Linked DNA regions of Zea mays: region 2 is linked to region 1. The links are chromatin contacts, called in public Hi-C maps. All regions are on one chromosome and are shown on one strand. Each heading gives the region's core, a stretch centred on a gene start, on an enhancer-like site or on the middle of the called end of the contact. The rest is flanking DNA. Distances are from core to core; before and after follow the strand shown. Region 1 holds the start of LOC100275307. Region 2 holds the start of LOC100281739 (transport inhibitor response 1 protein).

What was found. A called contact is a pair of places that touch in the nucleus more often than the background predicts.
Region 2: a contact with region 1 is called in a Hi-C map of leaf, with 6 times the contacts expected there. The contact joins the promoter of LOC100281739 here to the promoter of LOC100275307 in region 1. A contact is called at or near these places in 2 of 25 Hi-C or Micro-C datasets (leaf and tassel).

What each region holds. Positions count from the first base shown.
Region 1 is chr2:228,832,567-228,838,492 of Zm-B73-REFERENCE-NAM-5.0, reverse strand. It overlaps LOC100275307, which reads left to right and starts at 2,297. Exons shown (of 2, transcript NM_001365946.1): 1 at 2,297-2,449; 2 at 2,713-3,251. The coding sequence starts at 2,380. The coding sequence ends at 3,038.
Region 2 is chr2:229,095,786-229,102,402 of Zm-B73-REFERENCE-NAM-5.0, reverse strand. It overlaps LOC100281739 (transport inhibitor response 1 protein), which reads right to left and starts at 3,971. Exons shown (of 4, transcript NM_001154659.3): 1 at 3,845-3,971; 2 at 1,902-2,411; 3 at 418-919. The coding sequence starts at 2,353.

The sequences.
Region 1 (5,926 bases), core at 1,048-3,547:
ACATTTAAGTCATTCCAAAGTCTAGTTAATATTTAAGTCATTTTATTCTACATGAAGTTATTTTTTTAGGCGAGGGGGCTCGGCTCGACTCTTGCACGCTCACAGTGGCGAAGGTGCTCCCTCGCGCGAGGCTTCATCGGCTAGCTGGGCGGGCGCGGGGGGCAGCTTCATCGGCGGGCTGAGCGGGTGCCAGGGGGCTTGGTCGGTTTGCTGGGCGAGCAAGCACGTGGTCTAGGTGATTGACGATTGAATTCATTACCCTAGGTGATGAATAGATCATACATATAGTAGCAACACTGGTTTCGTAGCCCCAAGCCTTAGTAGCATGACACTCTTCTACTATACGTAGCTTTCTACCTTTTAACATATACATACATCGAAAATAGTTCTAAACCTGCGGTGGGGTCTAATTTTTACAGTGATATTTCTAGTGGCGGTTTCTAGTCTTATTTTTAGTGGCGGGTGGGGCCTAGGTGAGGCCCTCTCCTAATTAATTTGTTTTCTATTTTAAAAACTAATTTTATGTTTTCTTGAAAAGATTTTCACTGGTAGTTTTATTGCCTTGATCGTCGGTGGAAATCGATTTTCACTGGCCATTCTTAATTATATTACTCGTCTGTACAACTAATTATTTCTAATGGTTCTTAATATTAACGGTTCTGCAAAACACTAACCACCTCTATATATAGAATTTCTTTGTACTAGTAATATAACCTTTCTATCTTTAACGACTGCAAGGAGCCTATACCAAAATTGCAGCTATATTGTGAAAAAGAAGACAAAGGAAAGGAAATGATGAGATGTTATGAAGTTTACATTAACCTCTGATCTTTTCTTAGGCTGTCTCCAATAACGTTCTCTAAATTTCATCATTTAAAAGAATATTTTCTATTTTTTATAGCACCCTCTAAAAAATTTCATCCTCTGTATCTTCTTCATCTCCAACAATGTCTTCTAAATTTCATCTTCTATATCTTATTTCATATATTTTACCCACGATATTAATAGAAAATATCAGAAATTGATTCTTGTTTGAACGGTAACTCTATCCCCAAATTCCCCAAACCAGCGTATGTATTCTTCTTCTAGTTCGTTCTCCAAGTCCTGACCGCATCTCGTTGCTCCAAAATCTGTTGCATCGAGCTTCTTCCCCTGCAGCAATGGCGTCCCTTCGCGGACTCCACACTCAGAGAGGCCGGGACGTCCATGGAGGTCTTCCCAAGCTTCATCACCATGTCGGTGCTGCCTCCAGCGTGCGGATGCAGATGCCGCGGCCAGGTGCGCGCGACACAGCGGGGAAGCTCCGTCCCGACGGCCATGGCGCGGTGGTTCTCCTGCTGTCTTGATGAGTGTGGGGTTGTCAAGTCCGTGGTGTGTCGCTGCGGCTCGAGATGCTCGAAGACAACGACGCGTATAGATAGCGGATGAATAGGAAACAGCCAGATTTAGCGGTCGCTGTGATGCCTCTATATTTTAGAGGATGATTTACCGTTCGTTATTGGAGGCATAGAGAACACTAACAACCGCTAAATTTACCGTAGCGGACGCTTTAGCGTCCGGACACAGCCTGTTCATTTCGGTATAGATGGCCAAATGGGCCGTGCTTAACGGGCCGGCCCGAAGCACGGCCCGTTTAATAGTGCCGGGCCGGGCCCGGAACGACAGCCGTGCCGTGCTTGGGCCGCTGTCTCGGCCCGTAGTGCCGGCCCGGCCCGGCACGATTATATTTTTTTTATTTTAGAAAACATAGTATATATATATTATGATTTTATATTTGCTATTTACAACAAACGCATGAGAGTTCTACTGGTTAGTGTGTTACATATAGTGCTTCCAACCTTGTAGAGGGAGGTTGTGGGTTCAAAACCCCATCCCGCACAGGTTTTTTGCCATTTTCTGGTTTAATGAGGCAATATGGAAAAATTAAACGGGCCGGCCCGGCACGGCTACCAGACCGGCGTGCCGTGCCTGGGCCGCGTCTCCGGCACGTGGGCCGATCGGGCACGGCCCGATTACCTGTCGGGCCTAACGGGCCCGTGCCGGGCCGCCCGTTTGGGCAACTATACATTTCGGTAATTGCAATTGCATACCCACGTACTACCTCGTTCCGAAGTCATGGTGGGGATCGAGTCATTTTATATGTAAGGAACTCCAGTGGTCATAGTCTTCGATGTTCAAGTCAATGGGGACACAACGAAAGCGACCACCAAATGCAGGAGCATAGATTCGTGCCAATCCCTTGCAGCAGCCTCGGTCCCTTGTCTCTATAAATGCAACACTGCTGCGCATCAACTTCATCACCAAACAAGCAAGCTAGCTGGTCACCAGTTGTTAACATATACATCAGCAAGCTCCACGAAAGCAAGAAGAAGAAGAAACATGACGACCACTGCTGCGGTCGTCAAGCTCCTGACAGCCGTACTCCTCTTCTTCGCCGTCTCTCTTCGGGGTACGTAAGGCCTGCAAATCGACCTGCTCGTTGTGCAAACTTTGTCAGTAGGGCATGTTTGCGTAGTGACGAAATTTCGACAAATTCTGAGACGATTTAGTTCGCTTAAATTTGAATTAAGCGCCGTAAACACATGCATCCAAGAACATATTGTACATATAATCTGTAGACATTATTCTTTGCATTGGTACCCAGTACCCCTAATTATTGATCATATATTCTTGAAAGGTTCCAGCATTTGTTAATTACGTACTGAGCAACAGGTACCAAGGGCGAGCCATGCGGCACGTCCAGCATCCACGTGCAGACCGTCAACACGGGCGCGACGGCGGCTGCCGGCGACACGCTGTTCGAGGTCCAGGTGAAAAACCTGTGCTTATGCAGCGTCAGGAACGTGCGCGTGGACGGTGGCGGCTTCGCGACGACGGTGGAGGTCGACCCGGCCCTGTTCCGCCCAGTGGACGGCGGTGTCTACCTAGTGAACGCCGGCGAGTCCATCGCGAGCATGGGCATCGTGAGCTTCCGTTACGCTTGGGACCACTTCTTCCAGTTGACTCCTAGGAGCTTGGAGGTCGACGGCCAGGGCTAGTAGCTACTCACTCCGTTTCTTTTTATTTATCGCTGGATAATGTAAAATTTCAATATCCAGCGATAAATAAAAAAACGGAGGGAGTACTAGCTACCAAACTACTAGAGTCGTAGCAAGCTGGTTGCCTTGTTGAAGTATACTGTAGTGTGGGGCTGTGGGCTGTATATCGCTTTTGATATACAGTGCTAGTAATAACGCATAAATCTTCCACGATTGTTTAAGCCTTTTCGTTTGTGTCGGATTGCACCCGGAATCGTTCCAGCTAATCAAAGTTTATATAAATTAGAGAAACAATCCGGTTAAAAATCGTTCTGACCCGCTAATCCGGTACAAACGAACAAGACCTTAAGCGTCACTCTTCCAATCCGGTCTTCCTCTTCATGCTTCATACACAATAAGGTAAAATTATGCAAAGTGAGGGTTTGAGCCTTATTCATCGGCTCACCATTCACATCCACCTAACAAATAGAACACATATTTTTATGTTTTATTAAAACTAAAACTATCTACATAATATATAGAAACAGGGGCGGAGAGCCTGTTATGGTCAAGTATGGCCTACGCCATACCTCAGCCCAATCCGCTAAAGGAGTTAAACATATTTTTTCCAGCGGCCACGCCCATCAGCAGATCCACCCCGCACGCAACTCACCAAGCTTCCGCGCGTCAGTCTCCCTGCTCTGCGGTCGCTGCCAACCATCGCCCACCACCACCAGTTGTCCAGCTCTACGCCCGACGGCGCCAGCCAGCCGCTAGCTCCATGCCCGGCACGCCGCAACCCACCAACCGCGCGCAGTCACGCACAGCGCACAGCTCTTGTCGTCGGCCACCGGAGCTCGTTGGACCGCGCCTCGCCGTGATTTTGCCTCACCCGACTGGCTGAGCTCGACCACGCCTCTTCGGTTGCCGCCTCCCCTCCTTGGCCCCGTCGGGCCTCGGCCTCTGGCGTCTGGCCGACGTCGAGCCAATTGAAGGCTTGAAGTAGTGAGGCTGTCAACCTGTCAGGCCATGTGTCTGTATGTGCACAACACAATGAACGTGATTGAGGAAGTGAGACAATGACAGTGAGAAACAGAGGATTAGAAATTTAGAAGCGAACCAGCAAGGAACAAAGGAAGTCGCCACTTTTCACTACCATACCTTATTTTTGGTTTGTGCTCCGTCGCTGTATAGAAACCATAACAATGTATAGTTATATGACTAGTAGTGTGTAAAAGGGTGTTAGATAGAGAGAGGACGAAAAACTGTCTTCACCTCTAGCAGTGAACAACGAACATATGTACGCTAAAGGCGTATTTGATTTGAAGAATCAATCTATTCTAGATAAGGTGATGTTGTTGAATAATTAAACAAATTCCAAATTAAATTCCGAATATAAATCATGACCAAATCAGAAGAACTGAAATAAAAAAACCAAATCAAATGATGCGTACTGATTAGACTTACTGATAGATGACGCGCGCCGGAATCAGCAGGGTCGACGATGTCGAAGTAGAGAAATCAGCAGGGTCGACGAGGTCAGAAGATCACGAGCAGTCGCGTGAAGACGCTTCCCAAAAACCTTATTCGTCCTCTCCCGGTGCAGGATCTAGAAGACGAAGGGTTCCAGAGACCTGTTCTCCTGATCGCAGATGCACCTCTGCGGTCGGGACGAAGGGAACTAAAAGACGACTCAGCTATGAAGAGAGGCGAAAGCGAAACTGGGATGATTTGGAGGCTGGCTGCCGGGCTCCTTTTATAGGGCCGAGTCCGCGACCCCCGAGCTTATCCGCCCACGAAAATCTCGCAATCAGTTGAGATTTTATAGCGATCGGTTAGGATAAGTGTAACAGCCAAGAAACCAAAAATCAAACGGCAAAAGGTAGCCGCACCCCCGCAAGGCGAGGGGCCGGATTTCGGCGGACCATTCACGCGCATGTCGTGCGCCCGCGCCCTTCGCCCCGCCCCGCCCCGGCCCGGCCAGGCGAGGCGAGCGAGCGCGCGCGTGTGGCTCTCCACACTCTCTCCTCTCATCCATGACTTGGTGAGTGAGTGTGGCTTCCATATTTAAGCTAGCTCTACTCCACTAGAACTAGCAATATGGTGCTATTGGTTCCACCAATTCCCTAGCCATCCACTTGTATGGGCTTTTGAGATTTTCCTGGGATTTATTAGAATTTCTTAATTGGGCCAAGCCCGTAAATCCTAACAATCCCCCACCAGATCTCAAATGCCCATCTGCAGTTTTCGCCACTGTTCACTACTGTTTAATATACTAGTTTTTCAGCAGAGACTGTTAAGTTGAACTTCCGCCTAGAACTCCAAGCTACACCAACCCACAACTTGGACAATGGACTATGCCTTGAATTGCAAGTTTTGCGTGAATGGGTTTCACTTGAAGTCATGACCAGTACTTGGCTACCAGTAGTCCCCTTCTCGGGTGGAGCATATACGTCGTACTCCAAGGTCTCTTCATGAGTTTACTAGAGATCACCCAAATCTCATAGACTGCGACGTTAGACAGTCTAACTCATATAGGTGTGTTCTTTCAAAGAATGTTCTGCAGGACAACATCTTCGCTAATACAAGCCAACAGAACACATTAAGGCACAAAGCCAACCTGCCTTACAGCATTTGAGAGTATTGCATCTTTACTTAGAGAGGGTCAAAGGTTACTCTCCTCAGTTCACCAATGGCTTGTTCTTCCCAGGACCTAATTCACGGGATCTCCGATCACATAGACTGGGTTTCCACCATGGCAACTTTATTCGGGTCTCATACCCATCTCTCTCGATGCGATTTCTATCACATTACGTGGTAGTCCCTTGGTAAAAGGATCTGCCAGATTTTTATCTGTTGAAATATAAGTCACACTTATAACTCCGGAGTTTCTCAACTTTCTGACAGAC
Region 2 (6,617 bases), core at 2,722-5,221, 260 kb before region 1:
AGGGATCCGTAGAGGCAGTAGCGTGATGGGAGGTGGTCGCCGGCCCCGGAGTGGGCACCGGCGAGGGCTGGTGGGGAGGTGAGACGTCGGGGGGAGCGGGAAGGTCAGGAGCGGGAAGGTCAGGAGCCATCTTCCTTTTACTGGGTATTCGCGTAGACATAGTCCTGTCAGTCTATATGTCAAAAGGCTAAGATTAACTAATGTTGTAATAGTTCCAGAACAATGCAAAAACACCCAATAGGCATTACAGTCATAGGACACACGATTGTTTTTTCAACCATAACATAATATATAATAGTAATAATACAGTGAATTGCACTAGGTTCTCCAATCAGGCCATATATTTGAACAGACAATTAGGCTAGTTCAATGTAACGAGAGGCTAAACTTCCTAGCAACACCACAAGTAAATCTTACCCATAAGACATGGAGCTTCTTACAATGACGAATAATACCGATAAGCTGGGTACTCTGAATCAATGTAGCATAGCTGAGATTCAAGCATGTAAGATTTCTGATCTTGCAATTTGACAAAATTCCTTGAACATAAAAGCCTGGAGCATCCCAAAAACCAGATATACTCTTCAGTGAAGTGCAGTTCTCAAGAGCTCTACATAAACTGGCATATGCAGCAGGGTCATTGCCTTGTAAAAAGGATCCTGTGCCTAAATCCTCTAGCTTAGGTGTGCGAGAAAGGATTCTGGACAAAACATCAAATGGAACTGCAAGATTCAGCCTTAAACTTTTAAGATTTGGACTCCTTGCAACAAGTTCCTCCAGTGCAACAGCATTCACCTCCCCAGTCAAGCAGGAAAAATTCAAGCATTCTAGTGATGTTGAAGACTTGGGAAAACAATTAATCCACTGATGGTCTTGATGTTTCACACAACTCTTTTGTAAGTCTAGTTCCTTAAGAAACCTGAAAGTGAAGAGCTACAAGATATGTAAAAATGTAAAATATTGTGGACTAACCATGAGTAACATCTCTTTAGCAAACTAAATAGTAAGATGACACTTTGTCAATTAAAATGAAGTTTTCTTAACACAATAGAAGATGCCAAAACTGGAAGCCAATAATGTTATATAACTGCAGCTTGAGCTTTCTTCCATCATTGAAATCTATTTGTTCTAGCTAGATGTCTCAATCATGCCTTTTCAGTATGTACTTTGCTAGAGAGATAGAAACAAGGAATGGAACTCATACAATCACTCAAGCACTAGACAATAGGCATGTACTAAGCAGACTAGAAACTACTGTACCATCTTTGTCAAAGATTTTAGTTCGAGAGCTTAGAAACCGGGAACGTGGAACTTGGCCATGTTCCTCGTTCCAAGAACGTTCATTCCGTTCCAGGAATCTGGGAACAATCTCATTCCCGTAGTGTTAAAACCTAGTTTAGTAGCGTACCACTACCACGTTCCCGTTCCTCGATCCCATCGACCCGGGAACCTAGATACTAAGTTTGAGAGTTTATGCTCTGCCAAGCATTGAAGATCTCAATTATGGTATTTGGATATAAACCAAAGTAAACATAAACAATATTTCAGTATTCAAGTATCATACAGATAAGCTATGGAAAAAACTAGAAGTGTAGATAACTTCTGTTTCGTAGATTTTGCATTGCGTCAATTATTTGCATTGGGAAGTCTTTATCTATAAACACACAGCAGATAACTTTTAATAATCAATAACCAAGGAAGTATACAGAGATGGAAAGGCATACATGATCTGGTATAATATGGTGTAGACACAATAAACTCAGCATCAGCAGGATGAAGATTGCAAACATAATACTGAAATGGATTGTTTGTTAATTAAATGGGCATGCTAGATGAACTAAAACAATGGTCACTAGGCACTTTCCCAAACATGATAATGCCTAAGTTTTCAGAATTCTCACCTGCAATTGGTGGCAATATTAGCAAGCCCGGTAGTACTGAACCCCTCACAACAAACAAGGACAAGTGATTTAAAGTTGGTAAAGGATAGAGAAAGCAACTTGAGGCATTCATCAGTCACAACCATAAACTTCAGCCGGAGCTCCTCAAGACCTGGGCATGCACGGGCGCACGCATCCACCCATGGATTTGCAGTGGCACCCCAACCCGCCGGGACAAGGTTGAATTCAGCAAAGTGCGGTTTGCCCTTCAAGCTCAGTGCACGCATGTTGGGAAACCGCATGTGTACACGCTCTGGGCACACCGCATAACAGTTTCTTACAAGCACTGAATGGCGGCCATGACGCTCAATGTCGTACCATGCCCGGCAGACCAAGGACACCGCGTTGCGGTCCTGATGCGACGTTACATAACCAAGGATATACCCTACTACTTCATCAGGAAAGTATGCCATTGTGACGCCCCTGGAATACTAATAAAACTCCATACACGTGTAGTTCCCCAAAAGTTGCCTGCTCACAAACAAACAACATGGACAGAATTTTATATTATCAGCTAGAGGCATTAAGTAACGAACATTTGCAGCAATGAACGCCAATTTGGTACTCCTCTACGGGCCAGTTTGCACAAAGCAGACCTTGGTTGTAAAGTTCTACTAATCGACAAGAGTTAACACGAATACTATTAAATATATATTCCATGATTTTAATATTATTAACTATGTGTTAATTATATTATCTATTAACAAGAAAAAGGCATATAAAGAAGAGTAAGATAATTTTTGTATGATAAAGGTATTTTGGTCTATACAAAGGCTAAAAACATGGCAACGACTGCTATGCAAGCAGTCCTTCCTTGCAAGCGTGCAAGCAAACCATCTGATCCATTAGATTACGATCCAACCGTAGGTCACATTTAACACTTAAACCCTTCCACCACCAGCTCAATAATCTTTATAAAAAACCCTTAACAAACCTTCTTTGTATCTGTGGTTGGGTCGTAATATAATGGATCAGATAGTTTGCTTGCACGCTTGCAAAAAAGGACTGCTTGAATAGCAGTCGTTGCCAAAAAACATAAGATATAATGTTACAAAAAAAATAGGAGTATTATATCAATGTATTTATAGGCATTTTGGCAAGTTCTACGGCTCCATGACCATTTGGCGAAGCCACGTGTTGGCTGGCGTGTACATTATTTCAAATATCTCGCACAAAGCAACGCTTAATCGACAAGAGTTAGCACAGAACACGGATCAGAAAGCAGTTAATGGATTGCGTAGCAGAAGCAGTTGAATTAGCAACAGCTCATATAAAATCCATACCTGTGTGTGTTCTGACAAATTGCCAAATTGGCCCTGAGGAAGAGGGCAAACATCACAGAACACGGATCGGAAAGCAGTTAATGGATCGTGTAGCAGAAGCAGTTGAATTGGCAACAGCTCACATAAAGTCCAAAACTTCAGACTGGCAGAAATCGTATGTGTTCTGAAAAAAATGCCAAATTGGACCTGAGGAAGAGGGCTAACTTTTTCGTTTTTGGACCAATCCGAGGGCAACCTCACTACCTCAGCCAAAGAATCCCTCCTACGAGAGACGAAGTCCCCCAAAACTACAAGATCAGATGATCATTCATTTCGTGACTCAGAATCCGAGCCCTAATAAAGAAAACAGAAAAAAAAACAAGGCACCACACCGAACCGGATTTACACGAAATTGGAAAATCATGAGCCACAGCAGGGAGAATCGTTGGCCTAACCACACTAGATCGTCCGATCAACCCCAATACTAAACCCTAAATTTCCCCGCAGAGCCCACAAGAGGGGAAAGAGGTAACTCGCTAAAAAAATTCCCCAATAAACCTTGAGGAACCAGGAAACGCAGCGATCAGAGACCGATCGGATCGGAGAAGGGGGCGACGAGATGGAATCTGCAGGGGAGAATACCGGGGATTTCTCGCGTGAGGGTGGCGATTATTGGATGGTCGCTTGGAACCGCCGCCTCCTACGCTACGCCAGTCGTGAGTCGTCAGTCGACTTCGACTCCTAGTCGTAGAAGCCGAGGTTGTTACGTTACGTCTCTCTATTGTTGTTTTTTTTTTTGCTAAATATTTATAGATCAAACTTCCGTGCAAACGTGCAATCCTGGTCCTGGATCATGCGTCCTTGATTGCCGGCTGATATTTTACAACTACACCCTCTCGCCAAGGCAATTCGATTTTACGAATAACCCCTTCAAATTTGTTCCCTCAAAAATTATTCCTTAGCCCACGACGAGCCTCAGCCCTCATGTAACCATCGATCTCCCACGACGGTTCCGTTCTTGCCGCCGCCGGCGATGGCACAAGAAAGGGTGGTAATGGATCATGGCCCTAATACTTGCTTTAAAAATCAACAAAGCTCTTAATTTTGTTAGTTCAAAATTGTATCGTTTTATGATTTGGTCCTAACTTGACTCGATCCTTAAATTTGCTAGGCTAAATTAAATGGCCCGTTACCACCCCTAGGCACAAGACGATGGATGGTAGTCCCGCCGCCTCTTCCCTCCTCTCGATCGTCGCCTCCGCCCATGTCTCCTAGTCCATATGTGCGCCATGAAGATTAAAGAGAGACGTTATTGGGTCTTTTTATCTTTACTAGGTAGGTGCCCGTGCGTTGCGACGGCACATAAGTTGTTTAGAGAGATCTATGGTTGCTCGTCCAAGTCAATGACATGCTATCGTTGTTGCTAGGCACCATCATCCGAATAAGGATATAAGTATTCGGGATAGAAAGGAACATGAAGTTCTAAACAAAACCGAACATGTGCTTGGCGGCTCCTATCTTGCGAAACGATGGAGATCCTCTTGCATGGACGACAAAAATAACATTAATTAATTAAAAACTATAAGATTGATTAAGCTAAAGTAAACGCTCAACATCCACAAACAAGTATTGTAGTGCAGTGCACTTTAATACGCAAACGCTCCCACTGCTCACCTCTGCATGCAGTTCATAACACCTCGTGCAAATTCGTCCCCTATCAAAGAACGTGCTGAAGTATAAAAAGGCTCGTATGATTCATCATCATTGACTGATCAGTTTTCATAACTACAGTGAAATTGTAGGCTCATGCCACACCATATGCGATAACATCATCGCTTGGTCATTCACACAAGTGGAAATTGTATGTGCGAGAGCAATAACAATAGAAGTGAGCAGCCCTCTATTTCATTGAAGGCTTCATTTTACCAACAAAATAGTGGTATGAACAGCTCGAAAACTAATTCTAAAACTTAAAATCTTGAACCACATTGTATCTCTACTACTCTAAATGTAGCCTCCCAAAAATTCAAATTCTGAAATTTTCTCAAACTCGCCCTAAATTCAAAATGAATTTGAAATTTCATTTCAAAATGTTTGTTTGCGAGTTGATATCAACAAATAAATTATAGTGGTCTATATTCTCTCTAAAATCCTCCTCAAAATATCCTACAAATATTTCTCCAGTGATCCCCCTCAAATTGTTTACAGAAATACTGCCCAGATATTTCCCTAGTGATCCTCTTCAAGTTCTGTCCAGAAATACTGCCCAAATATTCCACCGATATATCTCCAGGTATTTTCTTCTTAAGAAATACCTTTAGAATCATTTTTCAAGTCCCTACAAATATTTTCTTCATAACTTTCGTCATGCTCATACGTATACGTATGCCTCCGGTGTCATACGTTGAGCTCTACAAGCTAATTACACTCATATAAGACAAATACAAGCTAATCTCCCACTAATCCTCTCATCCTCCCACTAATCCTCTCATCCCTCCTAGAGATGGCAATGGGTACCCGCGACCCGATACCCGATGGGTATTTACTCCATTAGGGTATGTATGTGGGCTAAATATTCTACCCGTGGGTCTGTTATTGGGCAAAAACCTTCACCCAATGGGTAAACGGGTATTAGAACGTTCCGCCTTCACCCATACCCGTTAACCCGTGGGTATAAAATACCCAATATAAACTTATCCGAAGAATGCACTTGGAATTTAGTCATCCAACTTTTTTACTATTGAACAACAATTTAATGACCATATAATGGAACAGGTAATGTGCTATGTAGTACTATCATAGTATTACTACTTTATCCAATTATCTTTGGTGTGTTAAATGGATGGTTAAATGATGCTAGAAAATTTTGTAATGTTATTTATATGGATATACTTACCATTTGTATAGTATAGTATTTTGATAGTTGTTTAATTTTTGTGGGTACGGGTGACCCGATGGGTGACCCATACCCACATGGGTATGGGTATGGGGGTAAATCCATACCCGCCAGTGTATATGGGTGACCCGGTGGGATTATTTTTGTGTCGTGGGTATGGGTATGGGGTAGTAATACCCGGTGGGTATTTACCCATTGCCATCTCTAATCCCTCCCCCTAATCCCCCCACCATGGCTATAAATAGAGGGGCAAGGGCCTCCTCTCATCCCACCCCAAGCCATTTCATGGCAACTCTCTTCCCCCCCCCACACACACACACCCACTCCATGTTCCACACAAGCACACACTAGCACAAGGATCGTTCGATCGTTCTTCGATCGTTCGTCCCCTGTTCTTAGTTTGTTCGTTCGTTCGTCCGATCGTTCGATCGTTCGTCCGATCGTTCATGGTTCGTTCGTCCGTTCGTCCGATCGTTCGATCGTTCGTCCGTTCGTTCGTCCTAATAATCTTTTTCCTAC